2 separate regions of the Danio rerio genome follow, and region 2 is linked to region 1. Evidence: chromatin contacts called from public Hi-C data. All regions are on one chromosome and are shown on one strand. The core of a region is the stretch at or near the end of the contact, and the rest is flanking DNA. Distances in the headings are between cores, read along the strand shown. Region 1 holds the start of dtx4b (deltex 4, E3 ubiquitin ligase b). Region 2 holds the start of si:dkey-56e3.3.

Region 1 (7,248 bases), core at 2,686-5,185:
AGTCATGTTAATCAGTGTCCTTAATAACACAGGACTTCATAACAGACCTCTATTGAAGGTTCAAAGTAGTCTTCAAAAGAGCATTTGTGATGTCCAGCCAAAAAGAGGCATCAAAACTTTTAGATATGTGAAAAATATAGTTAACATTATATCCTAACTTGTTATTTTTTTTGTTCGGTCACTTTCATTCGGTTGCACTGTGACAATAACAAATTCTATTATAAAAACTAATTCCTAAATAAAATAGCAATTAGGCAATTAAAGCTCTGATTTCATAGTATAATGTATAATATATATTTTTATACAACAGTTCTGTCTGGTTCCTGAATCTAATTGGCTGAAAACCGTGCAATATTCTGTAAATAACAGCACTCGTACCGCCTCTTCACCCATCGCCCTTGTGTATTAGTCCGCCCACATACAGCGACCAGCAGAGGACACTCTATAGTTTGTCAAATAATGCAGCAGTTAGACAACATAATGTACTTTTGAGGCTTTTTTAGTCAAGAATGGAGCTGTTTAGATTGCAACTATGCAGTTTATTTATAAGGATAGTGCCTATCTTAAAATATTTTTCATTTTGGAGCATCAGATTTAGTGCATCGGCCGCCATCAGCCTGTCTGAGCAGATCAAAGAAAGTGACGTTACGCCATAAGATGGTGGCAGAAACCACATAATAAGTCCTTAGGGGAGAAAAACAGCATTTTCTTAGTGCAAGTTTCAAACTACAGCTGAACAAATCATTATAAATCAGGTAAGTGACATTCTGAGTCAATTTCTCTTTTTTGTATTTTGTAGTGCTGTATTTATACCACAGAAACTGGTAGTGTTTGCTTTGCTCTGGCTTTTTTTGGGGTTAATTACTGTAAAATCCCGACAGAGAAATACTGGGAAATCTGTGTAGATTGATGGCATTTCGTGCAATTTATTGCAGTTCAACCTTATAATCTTAAAATGTGTGTAATAAGACCTGTTTTGTCATCACTTTAAATCACTTTAAAAAGTTATGTTATGTTCATTACAGTTCCATATTACTATGGCAAATAATTTGTTATTTTCAGTCTACAGAAGTCAAAAATCATAACAGAAATTAAATACTTTAGATCAAGGTTCCTGCAGGTTTCACTAAGTAATATTTAAGACTTTAAGACATTTAAGACCATTATGAATGAAATTTTATTTTTCTCTTGCCCTATAAATTTTTTTTTACAAATTAATACATTTAATAATACAATAATAATAATTTAGCTTGAATATTTTTATTCATTTTCAAATATTCACAAACACTTACCAAAAATAGAACAATACATAGCTGTCAACTCCTTTCGTCTACAATAATAAAAATTAAATAATAAAATAAAATATATAGGTCAGGTCAGTATCCTCAGCAGTCAATAAATGGAGAACCTTAAAGCAAATGTTACGGTAAGAAAGTAATTAAATGCAATTTTTAAATAATAAGTTAAACGTTTAACGATGGATTGTTGGTGATTGTATGGGTCTTAATGGCTAGATTGGGTAGCTATACATGAACAAAGAAAAATTAAGACGTATTAAAACAAGATTTAGGTAACATTTCAGTAGATTTAGGATTTTTTAAGGTCTAAAATTCAGCTTTTGAGGTTTAAGACATTTTAAGACCCCACAGATAGATGAGATGTGTAAGAGATCTTTATCTTTAGATGAGATAAGTCCTACACACAGGAGGGGTTTGAAGAACAAAAATGAACAAAAGTATTCTACAAAATATGACAATTTAGATGCAGTAATCATAGTATAAGGGGATTGAATTTAATTGAATGAATCCATTGAATTATTAGAACAAAATGCGCCACATCGGATTTGCAACATTTCCTAATTTTTAACCAGCTTGGCATCATTTAATCTTTATATACTATAATGCCACATTTTGTATGGTTATGCTAAAATTTAGTTTTTAAACTCTTATTTTGCTGTATAATAAAAGATATGTTAAGTGTGGTTTATATCTCTGAACACATTTTTCTGACATTGAATTCAAAACAACAGCTGCACAAGCAGAAAGTGGACATAATTCAAGACTACATTTTCATGCAGCCTTATTGCACATTCATAAAGGGATTTGGCAGTACTTAAACTATACTTTGTTATGACACTTAACTAATTAATAGTAAAACACAGCTCATAATTATAACAATAACTGTTTAACACTAATTAATAACAGCTCTCACTAACACTCATGTGTTCATACATTGATGCTGGTTATTATTGTACACACTATTCTCAAACTCTATAACATAACTAACTGTGCACAGTTAGGTTTACATGCTGATGTAACAGGTAAAGTTAAGTGGTAAAGTTCGCAGTCACAATATTGGCAAAATCTCATTATATAATTGCATTATGAAGGAACATGCTCTTGCACTGTGATGTGTAGAAAAACTGTTAAGACATCCTAACATGATGAAGAGCCTCTCAGGTGTGATTAAAACAAATCTATAACTGATAAAAAAAAATATTTTAACACTATGTATTTTAAATCCACAAACCTAACTATCTGTTGCTAATATCTGCATTTCAATTACTAATTATCCAGAATGCAATGGAAAACAGAGTAACTGACAGTACCTTTAGTTTTCTAAAGGTATCTTTACGTATCTTTAGTTTTACAACAGAACTGTACAATTGAATAATTAATACAGAATTAGCTTTATTGTGAAATATGATTCTGCAGATTTTCTATGAATAAATAAAAAGTATTGCAAAAAGAATATCTGTGTGACTGAATAGCACGTTTACTACATATAAACTCAAGCATGCATGATGCTCGTGCATGAGGTGTTTTCAACATCATCTCCACAGCTTCTCTAACAGTAACTTCCTCAGAAACTTATGTGAGAAAGATCTATTAAATCATAATCATGTCATATATCATATATTCCAATCTCATTTAACAGTAACAGTCTGTAAGGAACCAGAGTCCATTTCAACTGTTAACTTGTTTTTCTTGACTCAACATACAAGCACTACCCAGAACGGCTCATTTATATTCCATAATAAATAAAAATAACTCTCTAATAAGGTGCTTCAACTCATGACATAGTCATTAATGTTCAATAATACATCAATAAGGCAGGAACATAGCAGAGACAGAATCTATTGGTTCTGCAGAATAAATGCTAGATTGGCTTGCCACAGGTAGACTGATGCGCTGCTGATCTCCATCTTACCGGTGTCCTGTCTGAACTGATGCATGGACTGGAGATCAATGATGTAGGGCGACAGGCGGCTGTCAGCTTGGCCTAGGACGACGCTGCCGCCGCGGGGATCGCTTCTTATCACCTCCTCGATGTGGTGAGACACGGCCGGGCTGTAGGGCCGCCAGCGCCCGTGCTCGTTCAGCCATTCCCAGACCACCACGGCGGAAGCCAGCAACATCGTGTCCCTACAAGCGCATCAGAAAACTAGTTAGGCATCACTTCAATTCAACAACCGATTTTGTGAACGCAGGAGGACCGATTTTGCTCGTGTAATGTTTCGTGACGCCTGCCTGTGTAACATCGATCGATAGACACACACGAGGATGTGTATGGAGCGTGTATATTCTGATTCCTTGCATTTATAAGTAATAAATTGCAGGTTCACTCACATTTACGTAGGAATCGCTTACGCGAGAGACCGCAGAATCAGGAAAGAAATCTCCGTCTCCCCATGTCTGGACGTAAGAGATCCCGACAACTCCTCACGAGTGTCAACAAACAGTCAACAGACGAATATTCCTCTTCCTTATTCTACACATTCGGCTTTGGCTGTGTTAGCTCAGTTTGTGCTTCTTCTCCTTCTCAGTGGTTCCTTCAGGCACGAGGATTTCCGATTGTGATTTCTCGAAAATCATGTAGACTTCTCCGGTAATTCTTCTCTGGTGAACCGCTGGTGGTTTTGTGTGCGTCGCACTGACTTGAAAAAGTGACACCCAACACCACCTCCTCCTCCTCCTCCCCAGCATTAATGTGAGCGTGAGTAATGCCTTACGAAGGCTGAAAGGAATCATTTCTCAGAATCGATTCTTCTGAACAGTTGAACCCCTCAAGAGTGAATCCGAAATAGCTTAGGCAAACATAATGCAGGTGAATTGGTTTTATTTTTGTATAACACGTTTTTTTTATTATTATTATTTTCAGATGTGGAAATAAAACATTATTTAATTAATTAAGTGATTATTTGGGTGAGGAGATCTGTCCACGGGAGAAGCTCGGAGTAGCTGCTGCTCCTCCACATTGAGAGAAGTCAGCTGAGGTGGATCTGGCATCTGTTTCTGATGCCTCTAGGACGCCTACCTAGGAAGGTGTTCCAGACATGTCTCACCGGGAGCAGGCCTCTGGGAAGACCCTTGGCATGTCTTTCGGCTGGCTTGGGAACGCCCCTCTCCCCGGAGGAGCTGGAGGAAGTATCTGAGGAAAGCGCAGTCTGGAGTTCTCTTCTAAGACTGCTGCCCCCACGACCCGGCCCCTGATAAGAGGATGAAAATGACATGATGACACTACAAATAATATTAATAATTTATAATTAAGATGAATATGGGTATGTGAATGAGTATAGTGTCCATTGAATACATGCTTGTGTTTTGTAAACAGACCTACTAGGATTGGTTCATACTACTCTGATCACATTTGATCACAAACTAAGTATATAATTCAGAAACATCAACTGGCTTCATCTGAAACTGCATACTACTTAGATAAAAAAGAAAAAAAACAGTATTTGACAAAATAAGTATGACTTCACAGTATCATAATAGTTTTTATGTCAATTAAGTATATAGGCCTATTTGGATTTTTGTTATTCAAATATGCATATATGTGTGTGCATGTAGGCCTATGTCTGTATGTCATCACTATGATACATTCAAAAATATCTTTCTAAATAAATCATCTTTAATATGACTAGGCAATATTATACATCATACATAATATATGAGGATATAATGTTATTAAATTGTTTGTAATGGAGGAGTATCATTTTGCTGTAGCCTAGTGTTCGGAAATCAGAAAACAGCCCTTGGTTCAATAATTGGACGAGTCTGATTCAGAATTCATGAACAATTCCTTCAGACTGCGAGCTGTTCAAATGATTCATTTAAAAGATATGATTCAAAGGAATGAACAAATCAGACATCACTGATTTTTAATACACCCAGAATAAAACCTGTTTGGTTGGTCATGTTTTTTCATGTATATTGCAGACAAGCAATCAACAATATGATGGCTTGTGCTGCAAAAGAAAGAAGAAAGCAATACCTTAAGTAGATAATTTGGCTACACACTGACTGTGACTGCAAGAGAAGCTAGCCTTAACTTGATTGACTATATATAAAAAGTCAATGTTGTTCACAGTGGTTTCCTTCAGATATGTTGTAATCTGCTAAATTATTGTATTTTCCTTAATAGAATACAAAATATATGAGAAATAAGAACTCTATTTAAAATATATACATGTTACATAAAACCACAACTACAATAGATTACTGCATGTCATGTTAATGGCTCAGGCTAACAGTTAATTGGCCAAATATATTAATAAATTCTTTCATTCATTTTCTTAATCTGGGGTTGCCACAGAGGAATGAACCCCAAACTTATCCACCATATGTTTTACACAGTAGATACCCTTCCAGGTGCAACCCTTATTGGGAAACACCCATACAATCTCATTCACACACATACACTATGGACAATTTAGCTTACCCAATTCAGCTATACACCATGCTTGTAGACTGTGGGGGAAACCGGAGCATCTGGAGAAAAGTGCCAACACAGAGAACATGTAAACTCCACACAGAAACGCCAACTGACCCAGCCGAGGCTCGAACCAGCGACATTCTTGCTGTGAGGTGATAGCACTACCCACTGTGCCACCGTGCAGCCTATATTTTAATTTCTGGGGAAAAAACACAATCAAATTTCCATTAAAAAAATATGCACTGAAACATCCAAATGTTAACAATACAAATTATGTTATAATGTAATATAAATATTTAATACATAGAAACATGTCAAGGAAGTCAATGCCATTGATCTAGTTCAGGAGCTGTGTTCAATTGAATACATTAATTAGACTAACTATTTAAAGTCATACAAAAAAAAGGTCTAGATTGAATCCAACATTACAGATTAGGCTGTTGTTACTCTTAAATCAAGTCAGATTAAGTTTTATTGTTATCTCGCTGCATGTGTGAACATACAATGGGACGAAATGTTGTGTCACATATGACATATAAATAGGCATAAATATAACTATATTATGTACACAACACTGCACGAAAGACCTATCTTAAACCTACAGTATAGATATACCAGAGTGGTAACCTGACCATCTACTAATTCTGCATTTGCTATACATACTTAAACTGTAGACATAACTGAGGTCAGACGGAATCAGATGACATTTTTTGCTATTTCTGCAGAGAATTTTGTAAAAAATGAACAGATTTATGCTGAATTATTTTGGGATTATCACAACTAATAACTTAATATTTTAAATAAAAACAATACATTTTTAACTTGTATTTAATGTTTACAATGCAAATACAATTAGATCCACTTATTTGATAAACAAAACAAGTCTCTCATATAATATATCATCTAAAAGACAGAAAATATTACTTTACAACCTGTATTGTAAATAAATCATACAAACATTTTCATATTAGTCAATAATATTAACAATATTATAATATAATAACAATTTTAATAATTCCAATATTAAATACACAAGTAAATAAATGATGGGCTAAAAATCTGCAGATTTTTGCACGCACAGATTCCGTGTGGGCCTAGACATAACCTAAGACAGATTATACAAACTTTTTTTATAAGACATACCAATATCATGCAAGACATTGTGCAAAGGTGGTATTTAAGGTTTATAAAAAACGATTAGTGGAATGTGATTTGTGGTACATTCACAAGCGAACATTGTTTTCCTTATTGAGTCCTTGTAAGGTGGAGTTTAAATAAAGTGTCCAGTGCATACGGGGAGAGAGAGAGAGAGAGAGAGAGAGAGAGAGAGAGAGAGAGAGGAGAGAGAGAGACACACCTCTAACATTGCCTGCAGGGCTGAACTGGGTTTATACTCGCTAAACCTGGAAATTCAGAAACGAGCTGTTAAGTTCTGGCAGCACCTGCATCATTCTGACACCCAGTCTGTTCAATAAAAAGCCCTTCTGGCGAATGAAAAACCTACAGTGTCTCATCCTCTTAACACACTCA
Region 2 (7,248 bases), core at 2,453-4,952, 240 kb before region 1:
TACCTTAAACACGTTTCTTATAACCATTTAGGTGTGAACGTGTTATCGCCAGAAGCAGCTTTACAAAATAGCAATTAATTCATTGATTTTACTTAAGCTTTGGCTATATTTTATATATGGGAGCGCTTGTCCATCTTCCTCTGCTTTAAACTCATAAACAAACACCTGCGGTCAGTCCATGAGATTGGCGAGTACCGATCCAGTCATGAAATGTGATTATCGGCCAAAGCTCGATTAGAGCATGCCTACTATCAATATTTATTAAACTAGTAATATACAATTTATTTATAAAATTCACATATTATTTCACAAATTATTAGCGTCTCTTAAAAATTTATATTTTGATACAATGTCTAAAACAACATGAACAACAACTAATTCAATGTCTGACTCTAAAGTAACACACAAAGGACAAAACACATAAAAGAGATGCATTAAGCTATTTGACAGCCCCTATTACAAACACCTCCCATACTCACGATTCTCGGTGGTCTGTTTTTCTCTTTCAGACTGTTCACACCTCGTGTTTTCAGGCCTCTCCTCTTTAATAATGAGAACATCTGGCTCTCCATCCTCTACAGACTGATGATAAGCCTGCTGTTAAAATGAGTGCAGAGAAAAATGATTAAATTATTGTTCAGCGGATATAGGTCTTATATATAGTCTTAATTTACATTAGGCTTCATTTTCTGTATCGGCCGCTAACAGTTATCCAAACCATTTTAAAAGATTCATTTAAGAGGTTATTAAAAGATTCAAGACATATCAAACCTTTTTTTGTAAGTACTTCTTTTGAAAATTACTTTAGCTAACTCCAGTTGTTTTTAAATGTGATATACAAGTTTATATACAAACAAACAAATAAATAACAATAATAAAAATTATTTTCTTGGTATTACTATCATTAAGCCTATATGTTACTCAATGATATTCCAATTATATTTAATTTAAGCTGATAATTGGCCACTTTACTGGTGATTTTGCAGCTGCTGCTGTAACTACCTGCATTCTGACTCAGAATTTCTGAGCGGTTGTGAGATATTGAAGATTTTGAATTAAATATGGGAATCAAGTTTCCAAGTTTATATATATATATATATATATATATATATATATATATATATATATATAATACATTTTGTTTCACACACTTTGAGTACCTTGAACTAATTATTGCTGTTTATTCTAATGAATCCCTTATCCAAAATGCACTGACACATTATTTATGCTAGCCACTTTTTAAACACTTTTTTTTGTTTAATTTTGGTTATTTGTAGTTACCAAGGGAAAAAAAGGAGTGTACAAAAGTTCCCAATTGTTCTTGATATGCTGGACTTATAACATGGTTTCTGCAGGTTTCACCTAACTCAATTTAAGACTTGAAGACATTCTTAAGACCATTATGAATGAAAGTTTAGACCCATAAAGGGCTAAAGGCTAAGGAATTTTTTGAATGGCCCAAATGCCCTATGAATTTATATAGATAGATAGATAGATAGATAGATAGATAGATAGATAGATAGATAGATAGATAGATAGATAGATAGATAGATAGATAGATAGATAATTTAATACATTTATTAATAATTATTTATAATAATAATAATATTATAAATAGAATATTTTAGATTTTATTTCTTAGCAAAATATTTTAAATATTGTGTAAACAAGCAAGTTTGTATCCATACACTTTTTTTTCCCAACATAAACTTAAAAAATATTTAAAAACTAGAATAAACTAAATGGATGCACAACAATCTGTCTAGGCCAGTATCCTCAGCTGTAAACACAAGGAGCACTTTTAAACAAATGTTATTGTAAGGAAAATAATTAAACTATTATGATAAATAAAGCTAAAATTAAAATAAATAAAATACTGAATAAAATTAAATAAAAAGTTTAAAGTTTTATTGAGATTATTGTCGATAATTGCATGGGTTTTGGTCAGATTTGGTGGCAACACATGAACAAAGAAAAATTAAGACCTGTTAATAAAAGATTTAAGACCTACAACACAATATTTCTGTAAAATTAAGACTTTTACAAGCCTATAATTTGGATTTTGAGATTTAAGACATTAAGACTTTTTACGTCCATGCAGAAACCCTGTATTAGATATGTGTGAACAAGCAAATAACAATAATAAAAAGTAAATAAAATAAATTATTTTATTCTAGAAATATTGGTTTAAATTTAAATTAAAAATAAGATTTATTGTTATTGTTATTTGTATTTATTTGTTGAGAGTCAAAACAATAAATATTTTCATTTTTGTGACTGAAAATTATGGCCTTACCACCAAATGTTCACTTATAAACTCTTTGGAAGTAAATCAATGGTTTTGATGTCTAAAAATAAATTTATTCAAAAAGAAATGTTATGAAACCATAACAGAATAAAACAAATGTGCAATTCCAGTGTTATAGATGTGACATTTGCAGTAAAAACATAAATTCAAAGAGAAAGTATACGTTAACATTATATTGAAAAGTTTATATTTTGCAAAACTACTAACCACAGACTACTGAGGTCAGAAAAATATCAATTTATAAAAAAAAAATTATTTAAATGAGGAAAATAAACATGCTTTATGGACGTGACAAAAAAGTTAGCAAGTTTACAGTATACGGTATACTTTCTAGAAATTCTGTGAATTAAAGTGACCAACCCAAAATAAATAATGCTAATCAAAAGAATAAGAGCTGTCTCTTTAAAAACAAAAAGGACTGATTTTACTTATTTGACAATCTTGCATTTACAAGGAAAAACCTCTCTGTAATGGATGTGACAGATGTGAAATTGCCACTTGTGTGATTTTGGTCAATCTACTATAATTATTTGAAAACACTGAAAGAGACATTTTGAGTATTTGTAAAGTACAGTAAATACTATTTTGGTAAAAACTTTTTTCATGCAAGGTTGACATTTGCATGGAATTGCTCATATATAAAAAAATTTACTTAAACTCACACCTAATAAGAAACTGGTAAGAAATAAATTGCTAAGAGTAAATGTACATAAATAATCTGACTGTATATAATCAGTTCCAGGTGTTGGTTGTGCAGACCTGGTCAAGCCTTTGTTGTTGTTGTAAAACTGAGGAGTTTGAAGAGCGAACATGTCCTTCTTCATGATTAGCACCAGAACACACAGAAGACACTTTTACGCTGATTCGTCCTGAAGAAAAGAAAAACACAATGCCTTCCTTCACCACGAGTAATAAGCACGTTATAACCATAGTTTTGAATGTTATTAGAGTTGGTTCGAAACAAGTCAGTAACGTTAGTGGCTAACTAGCCTACATGACCATTACCAACGTTACCACCTTTAACTTACCTGACTGTTTTTCGCGAACACTAGTTTTGTTTAAGGCAGTCGACTCGTTCCTCAGTTTATTTGCCCTTCGATAAAACGAATCCCGGATTTCTATCATTTTCAATCTCTTTTTAAGCAGGCTATTTTCCTTTTGCGTTTGAGATATTTCAAGCTGTAAATCGGCATAGCTGTCCTCAACAAGTTTGCAGATTTCTGCCACAGCGGCGTTTGCGAGAACTTCAATAACTGACGTGATTTGCGTTTGGAACGTTATAATATTCGCCATTGTGTTAAAACAAATCCGTCCAAATGAAAATGTGTGTGTACGGGAAGCTGCTGTCCCGTGTGTCAACAACATCCGCTTGTGCTATTTTAAGATAAAAGTTCTCATTCAACCTGCGTTCCACTTCTTCTTCTTCAATTTATTGGCGGTTGACAAACAACAGAATTCTGTGTTTCCGCCACCAACTGGTATGGAGTTTGGATATTTATGACTTTACCCTCCTCACTCTCACCTACCCATTTCTTTTATAAAATTCTCTCCCACAAATGAGTATATTTAAGATAATAAAATTAATCAGCAATAAAAAAGGTATAGCATTTATTTCAGGAGTTATTTTGAAGAATGTTACTTAATTTAAAACTTTTATCTCGAAAGGCCCACCCTCCTTCTGACAAAGTTCAGAATTTGGCCCTTACGAGCTTGTTTGTTTCATTTTTGACAGTGAAAATAACCAATAGATGAGTTGTTGATTAATGGAGGCTTTGAGAAGAATAACAAATAACAATAACAAATAACATTAGCCGTTTATTACTTGAATGGACAAATTCCGACTGAGGAAATGAGCTGTACGGTTTTTTATTTGCCCATAGGCTAGATTTTTTATTTAAAACGAATTTTAATAGAGTCCTAATTTTGTTGTTGCTATTTGTTTGTTTTTTTAATGGCTGATAATAAATTAGCATTTAAAATATTATTAAAGTATTTTTTCATAGTTCTAAAATTTTAATCTCATTACATTAAGTATAAAACTGTAATAACTTACAGTTTAAATGCACATTTGTAAATAAACATACATTTTTGTAAACAAAAAATAGTATGATAAACACTTTGACAAAAATGTAGGTAGTATTTTTGTTCCATCAAAAAATGTGGTAATGACAACCATGCGACAGGCTATTCCAGCACAAATTACAGCTTAAAATGTCACTAAAATGCAGTATTTAAACCTCCAATAACTGCAAAAAGGTCCACTTTATAAGAACAAAGGACCACCCCTTTTAATAGGCTGACTACGAGCCTGTGTTCAACTGTTTCTTCTTATCCATAAACTCATAAACTCCTATACCATGTTTGCCCATTTTAAAAAGTATGCTATTTAATTTTGTGTCCAAATCTTACCCTATTGGTATTATGATCTCCTCTCCCCCTTTTTCCCTACACTTCTCATTTCTTCTACTTTCTTTTGAATTCTGTAAAACCACCAGCCCTCTTTCTCATCAACCAATATATTTTTGTCACCTTTTCTTTATTCTTTTCTTAATAAAACTCTTGATTTCACTCTTACTACTTACATTTAGACTAATGTCATTATTTTTAACAGCTTGTTTCAACTAAGCCATTTTCTAGTCTTCTTGATTTAAATAACAGTGGACAAAATTGGAACTCATTTTTTGAAGATTAGCCATATTAGCAAAATTTACTTTAGCACCATTTCACAATTAAGTGAATAAAGTGGTTAATTTTTTAATAATTTTAAGACTTTTTAATAATTTTGCAACCAAAAAAAGAAGTGACCAGGCTTTTCTGTGTTTGAAGTGAAAGTATTAATAGATCAACATTTACATAAAGTGCTTTTCTTCAACATTTTTTTTTTTTTGCTTATGCAGGTTTTTAATCAGCAATCACTTTTGATTTTTATTATTTTTATTTATTATCATTTCGTTTTTTTTATTACTAAATATTGATAAAATTGTATTTTTTAAATTAATTTTTGGTGTCGTAGTGGCACAGTGGGTATTACGATCGTCTCACAAGAAGAAGGTCACTGGTTCAAGTTCCATCTGGGTCAGTTGGCACTTCTGTGTGGAGTTTGCATGTTCTCCTTATGATTGAGTGGGTTTCCTCCAGGGATTCAGGTTTCCCCCAGTTCAAAGACATGCTCTATAGGTGATTTGAATGAACTAAATTGGCCATAGTGTATGTGTGTGAAAGAGTGTCTATGGATAAATCCCAGTGTTGGGTTGTGGCTGGAGGTGGAACCACTATGTAAAACATATGCTGGATAAGCTGGCGGTTCATTCCGCTGTGTCGACCCCTGATTAACAAAGGGACTAAGCCGAAAAGAAAATGAATGAATGAATGTTGATTCTTTGTTGTTGTTTTTTTTTAATGCATGTTCTTATTTAATCTGGGTTTTCTCTTATTTTATTAATAGATTTTTCTTATGCTCTATAATTTGCAGATTTACATTTATATTTGAAGGTTTGTTTAGGCCTATGTATTATATAATGGGTTTTATGCCACTTAAAATTCCTAAAACATGATGAAAATGTATTTACATTCTTGTTGTTGCCAAGTAATTTCTGATGTCTCTATGGAAAAGTATACTGGTACTGTATGTTTTGATTTTGCTAGTCATATGCTGATCCTGACCAGCACTTAAAGTTCCAGCATTTTTAAGTAAAAGCATGTCTCAAGTTATAAACTTGATTCAATACTAGCAATGTATTGTAAACTAAGTATGCCTATGAAGAACAAATGCCAAGTATGCAATTGACCCTAGGCACACTTGCCTTCACATGTCTTATAAAGCTTTTTATTTTACCCTGTTCAGTCAAACAATAATAAAATGGATAGATTTTTAGTACAAGAGAAACATTGCATGAACAGAGAAAAAAAAAGTTTAAATGTAACAGAACTAAGAAAAACTTCTTCAATGATGCATAAATTGATGTACAAGATTAACAACAATCATAAGCAAACTTTATGGTGATATTATGAACAGAAACACAAACATTTTATATTGATTTAATTATTAATTTGTTTTATTACATTTTTCACAGATTAAAACAACATTTGTATTACATCTATAAAGTGCATGGAGTATGAATAAATAAATATTTCATTTAAAAATATTCTACCCTTCTCCCTATTAAAGGTGTTTTGTCATATGAAGTATATTAAAATCATTAACTGTAAACTCTGCAGATTATTATAAATAAATAAAAATAAATAACAACACAATTTCATAATACACTACAGAGAAAGTATGAAAACATCACATTTAGGAACATTTTATGCAGATCCTGTCTGCCTAATAATACAGGCAAAATAAATTAAATAATTCATAAAAGTACATTCATAAAAGCAACAAAAAAAATATCACACAATGAATACCCAAAATCCAAAGATTAAATTATGATTTCTGATAGTTGTTCAGTCCGGTTTTAGTCATTAAATATCTCTGAACTCTTTAGAAGAGGCTGTTTCGAGTGGTGTACTGTACATTGTAAGACCGTCTCCTGTGCCAGCGTCTTCTGATTGCTGCACAGCAACCACACAGCAAACACTGAGGACATAAACAGATAAAGTAGGTGTAAAACACTTGTAATTAGCTGTGCATAATCATAGTCCCAATTATAAATCACATTTAATAGGCAGATTAAGGAAAGAACATTTCATTATTAATCTCTTCCGCAATGCACAATTTTGACATTGAGTCATCATAATACTTACGCAAAGGAGAATCCAACAAGGTACAAGCATAATGACAATAGCGCAGGGTACAATGATAGCCACAACCCATGCTGCATTTGTGCTGTTGCCTGCGACTGTAGTGTTAAAGAGGGTTGGAGTTGGTGTGGGGAAAGGTAAGTAAAGACTGCTGACTAAAACACCCGCAGAGCCATTGCTGTCTTGTGGTGTGAACA

What was found. A called contact is a pair of places that touch in the nucleus more often than the background predicts.
Region 2: a contact with region 1 is called in a Hi-C map of hematopoietic stem cells, with 4 times the contacts expected there. The contact joins the promoter of si:dkey-56e3.3 here to the promoter of dtx4b in region 1. A contact is called at or near these places in 1 of 18 Hi-C or Micro-C datasets (hematopoietic stem cells) and 1 of 4 datasets of contacts at active chromatin or transcription factors (embryo).

What each region holds. Positions count from the first base shown.
Region 1 is chr1:44,585,157-44,592,404 of GRCz12tu, reverse strand. dtx4b (deltex 4, E3 ubiquitin ligase b) reads right to left here and starts at 3,935. Exons shown (of 9, transcript XM_002660524.7): 1 at 3,630-3,935; 2 at 3,211-3,425. The coding sequence starts at 3,631.
Region 2 is chr1:44,828,314-44,835,561 of GRCz12tu, reverse strand. si:dkey-56e3.3 reads right to left here and starts at 3,702. Exons shown (of 8, transcript XR_012407403.1): 1 at 3,337-3,702; 2 at 3,068-3,177; 3 at 480-597. wu:fc34e06 reads right to left here. Exons shown (of 131, transcript XM_073953148.1): 130 at 7,055-7,248; 131 at 6,342-6,887. The coding sequence ends at 6,792.